Linked DNA regions of Triticum aestivum: region 2 is linked to region 1. A link is a contact called in public Hi-C data. All regions are on one chromosome and are shown on one strand. Each heading gives the region's core, a stretch centred on a gene start, on an enhancer-like site or on the middle of the called end of the contact. The rest is flanking DNA. Distances are from core to core; before and after follow the strand shown. Region 1 holds the start of LOC123135854 (UTP:RNA uridylyltransferase 1). Region 2 holds the start of LOC123135857 (histone deacetylase complex subunit SAP18).

The links. Hi-C and Micro-C count contacts between places; a contact is called where the count stands out from the background.
Region 2: a contact with region 1 is called in a Hi-C map of leaf, with 6 times the contacts expected there. The contact joins the promoter of LOC123135857 here to the promoter of LOC123135854 in region 1. A contact is called at or near these places in 2 of 5 Hi-C or Micro-C datasets (both in leaf).

What each region holds. Positions count from the first base shown.
Region 1 is chr6B:70,680,667-70,683,285 of IWGSC CS RefSeq v2.1, reverse strand. It overlaps LOC123135854 (UTP:RNA uridylyltransferase 1), which reads left to right and starts at 1,326. Exons shown (of 6, transcript XM_044555085.1): 1 at 1,326-2,180; 2 at 2,314-2,619. The coding sequence starts at 1,473.
Region 2 is chr6B:71,394,223-71,396,841 of IWGSC CS RefSeq v2.1, reverse strand. It overlaps LOC123135857 (histone deacetylase complex subunit SAP18), which reads right to left and starts at 1,320. Exons shown (of 7, transcript XM_044555087.1): 1 at 1,187-1,320; 2 at 936-1,089; 3 at 743-775. The coding sequence starts at 1,043.

The sequences.
Region 1 (2,619 bases), core at 77-2,576:
TCGTACGTTAACGCTATTGCATACTTGACTATGGCTTGCTTGTTGTAGTTTATCTTCCGCTGCATATCAATTAGGTTATTTCTATTGTTTGTCTTCGAAACTTCCACGTTTTGAAGACTTTGATAAAAATCGCCTATTCACCCCCCCCCCTCTAGTCGATAACTAACACTTTCAATACCTGTCTGCTAATCCGGTATTTCATGTCCGAACGAAACACATCGAAGTGGACTATCATTTTATACGGGAACGGGTATCTCAGAAGCAACTACAGATCAAGTTCATCTCTTCCAAAGATCAACTTGCGAACATCTTCACCAAGCCGTTACCTCTACCACAGTTTGAGAATTGTCGGCGCAATCTTACCCTTCTAGATTCTTTGGGAAGTGGCTAAGATTGAGGGAGGGTGTTAGACTGTATAGCTTCTGTATATGTGTACGTATGATGTAACGTTGTACCCCTTCATTATATATATGTGATAGGCCACCCCTAGAGGGTTGAGCCAGTTCCCCCAAACCTATTGTCTTACACATCCATAGTTTTTTGGAAGGACTTGGGTATTGATTTTCTTGCACTGAGAAAACCATGACATATGGGTTATGCATTTTCCTCTACTACAAGTATGTGTTTCCAAGAGATGAAATGTCAATACTAATATATGTATGTATATAAACTCCTATATGAGAAACTACATAGAGTGTCTTAATGCATAAAGCATACTTCTCTTTAAAGCGTAGAACAAATGGGCTGTTGGGTGGCTAGCGAAGGTATTGTATCCACGGTTCATAAGGGGCCAAACTCTAGGCGTAACAAAGTAACGCGTCTAGAGGGCAACCAAGATCATGTGACATATATAGGCTCGGTTTTTCCCTCTTATTCTTACTTCTTTTTCACGACTGCTATATCGGTGTGTATAACTAAGCTTAAATCTTGGAGTGGTCTGGGGCCCTGGGCCTTACATTTCACCCACCCGCTCTGCCCCTGCTTGACGCCACGTGTGTCTCATTAAGATGGATTTATATCATTATTACAACACCAAAAAAATGATTATTGCCACAAAAATGACAGAATCGATGTGAGATGCGTCGAAAGGATCGTCGACATTGATCCCCGTGAGTTCGGTCTACGGTACCGCCAGTATACGTTGTACGAATGTGTGTGTGTGTGTGTGATGGTGTATGTCTACATTGTACTCGGTGTTTCTTGGGGAAAAAATATCTATATGCAAACTATTTTTTACATTATGTTTTCACTTATCATCTTGTGGTAAAAATATAGACATGGTTCTGTTTCCATCGATAGAGAGGGGGTTGACCCGCAACCCGGCAACCCACGCTGCGTCGAAGAGGCGAGGCGCTCCCGCACTGACACACTCCACGACCGACCTCACGCCTCCCTCGCTCGCTCGCTCGCTCTCGGGAATCGCGAACCACCACAACCACCACCACCCCAGCCGCCTCGCCGCGCCGCGCGCCATGGCCGGCGGCGACGCCAGGCCCCTCGCCGACGCCGCCTTCCTCCGCTTCCTGCTCCCGTCCCCCAAGCCCGAGCGCCCCGCTCCCGCCCGCCTCGCCCCGCCGCACTGCCTCGTCGCGCCCGCCCAGCCGGACCCGCCCCCCGGCGCCAGCCCCGACGAGCGCCTCTTCATCGTGCCCCCCACGCGCCCCGCCTGGCTCCCTCCGCAGCCGCAGCCGCCGCCCCCTTTCCCAGTCCCTCCGGCGCGGCGCGTCCACCCGGCCGCCGGCGCCGCGCGCAATGCGGGCCGCTTCGCCGCCGGCCGGGGCGGCCAGGCGAGGCGGAGGGTCGGGGATTTCGCCGGGACCAGGGGCCGCGCGGGCCCCGATAGGCGGAGGGCGGGCGGGGGCCTCCCCGTGAAGGCGAACGGGGGCGAGGACCGCGCCGGGGCCAGGCGGGCGGCGGCGGCGGCGGCGCGGAGAGAGAATAAGGTGTGGGTTGCCGTGGAGAGGAAGGGTGCGAATGGCGGAAGCGACTTGGACGACCAGGGGGGCGTGGGCGGAGGCTACGCAGGCGGAGACGAGGCTGGAGGCAGCATCGAAGGGGAAGAGCAGCTGGAACCGGACGACGGCGACGGCCGGCGTCTCGGGGAGGAATTGGAGGATTCTCTCCTCATCGCCGGTGATCAAGAGCGCCATGACAGTGACGGCGGCCAGCAGTCAAGCGAGGTGCGGAAACCCCCAAAAAAATCATCCTTCTCTTCAAATGCTCATGGAATTCGATTGCACACTGCCATCACATCTGATTTGCCCCCAAAATCAACTTTTTTAGCTCAACTGGTCACCTTTCTTCGCTCTGCAGAGCACCATGTCGCATTCGAACCAATCACGGCGCCTGCAGATCAGAACACACACAGGGTGGATGGAATGCCGCCATGACATCGGCACCTTCGCCTCCGGCCTGCTCTCCATCTACGAATCCCTCAAGCCATCAGAGGAGCACCTGTCCAAGCAGAGCCAGCTCATAGACTCCCTAACCAAGTCAGTGAGCAAAGAATGGCCCAACGCCCAGCTGCATCTCTACGGATCATGCGCCAATTCCTTCGGGACTTCCCACAGCGACGTCGACGTCTGCCTCGAAATCAAGATCGGCACGGGCAGCGAGGTG
Region 2 (2,619 bases), core at 71-2,570, 710 kb before region 1:
TAAGTACTTCCCCTTAAATTGAGCTCACAGTTCCAACACCAACAGATACCCCTTGAGCAATGAACATATGTGGTGTATAAATTGTCAGGTTGAAAAATTGTATGACATGTAGTGACTTAGAATGCTCGAAAATAATGGAATCTGCAAACTGCATGTATGTCAGCCATGATAAATAGGTTAGCGCTGAACTGCTGATGGCCTTCACAAAATTTTGTCAAGATTTAATAATTACGACATCCAAAATGTGTGATTTATATGTTCAATTACGGATAAATGGGTCTAGCTATGTTTACACGCCTTTTGGCCCCTGATTAGCCAGGTTTCATGTTGAAATTAAAACTGTAAGGCCTATCAAACAAACCAACATTCTGACAAACAAGTTTTGGGATCCTCTGCTGTATTACCGAGTCATGCTAGTTAAACACCTCCTAGTCAAGTGCTGCTCAACTACAGGTGCCATACGGGCGAACTGATCTACACAGCACCATCCGGGAACAGAGCTTATACATCCTTAAAAAATGCAACAACGTGAGCACAATGGTAATGGGTCGTGTTTTGGTAGCATCATTCAGACAGGACCATACGTTTCAGATTACTTCACCACCGACCACCCATGCACCAGAAGATCCAATCAAATATTGCACGATCCAAGCGAATTGAGGATATCATAATGCGCTGTAGGTGCACTAAAAGTCTAAAAGGAACAAGAAAGAGTAGAAGAAAAGAGATCATTGGGCCTTACCTTGGTGAAAACCCGGAGCAGGAGAGGGCAGGTCTGCACAAGAAGAATTCAATCGATCAGTCCTCGCAATCCTCTAATTTCAAAACCTAGCAAACCTACTAAGAATAGCGCTGCTGATGTGGACACTAGTATATGTCTGCACACTAGCTAGTATAACATGTAAAATCGTTAGGGTTGCGGAGGCCTGGCTGACCTTCTCGCGGTCGATGGGTTGGGGGCGGGGCCGCGCCATGGGAGGCGGGCCGCGGTGCATCGGCGGGCCCGGCCGCGGCCTCATCTGCATATCGCCCATGCCTGCCATCTCCCTCCTCGGAAAGCTCGAATCCGCCGCCCTGCTCTGACTGACTCTGCCGAGATCGATGCGACACGAACCAAAGAGACGCGTCAATCCACCAACCTTTCTTAAGCCAAGAGAGAACGAGAGACCAAGGAAGCCGCGCTGACCTGCTCCGCTGCCTCTCGCCGCTCGCCGCTCGCCGTCCGCCGTCCGCCGCCGGATTCTTCACGGGGTGGTGGGTGTGGATGAAGGTTGGGGGGGGGGGGGGGGGGGGAGTCCGCAGCGTGGATGTCTCTGAAGAAACCCTAAACTTTTGTGGTTTGCACCCTTTGCTTTGACGGAAATTCTTACCCAACCACGAAATCGTTGTTTTATAAGGTGCTTTGCAGAAGTTATCACGGTGGTACATCTAGACCGCTCGCTCAGGGGGCCAACGGTTGAGGATCTCCTAAGGTTGACACACTTTTCATCTCCATCTTTGCTTTTGCATTCTTCCTAAATCATACTACTACTACTTGGCCTTGCCTCTCTTTTTTTCATTGTAGAGGTGATCTTTGGATTTAAAGTAATTATGTAAAAACCAATTCAAGGATTTATTTATTGGGGAAAGTCGAACGAATACCATGCAATTCTCTATGGTTTGCATTCCTACACCATGATTCGTTAAGATTTCTAAAAACAGGTTAGGCCTCACGGGGTTTTCTACTTGTCTTACATGCAGTGCAGGATTTAGAATTTGATCAATGTGGGAGCAACATTATAAAGGGTAGCAGGTTTTTTTTGTCAAAACACATTACAAAAGGGGGAAATACTATGGTTCAACCGGTTGAAAACACAGTCCGTGTCCACCACCTTGTTTGCGCTACACGTGGCACTGTGAGTACACCAAGCTTATCCCCTCCTCTTTCTCAACCTTATCTCCTCGTCCATCTCGTGCGCCACTTTTTCTTCTTCCCTGGTCTTCATCCAATTCATCCCCTCCGACCCATCCCCAACCCACGCCTCGTCGCCGGTAGGCATGCTGATGTGCGAAGCCTCCATCCATCGGACATGCCCCTCCTCTCTCTCTCTCTCTATATATATATCTATATATATATATAGGGAAAATCCATCCTACCACCCGGTGGTAGTTACCCCACATGTCTCATATACTACCATATGATATTATATATACTAATTTATTATTTTAAAATATGTTCATATACTATATCTAAGCTATTTCAAAGCAAGTTACATGAAAAAATTGCATATGAGCCCATAGTTTTTGTTATATTTATGAAGTACGTACATATTTGTATGTAAAAAAGAGCATACTCAAAAAATGGTACATACTACCTAAAAGTTAGTATATATACTACCTAATCATTGTTATATACTACATACTACACATACATACTTTCGGTTTCGACGGTAACTACCACTGCTTGTAGGAAACATTTGTCCATATATATATATATATATATATATATATATATGTATATATATATATATATATATATATATCTTGTCTTGCGCAAGTGCCTCCGCCGATGCATCTGGAACAAGACCACGATCCGCATCTACCGTCCCGGGGGAGCACCGGCGTGGCCATCTCCTCAAG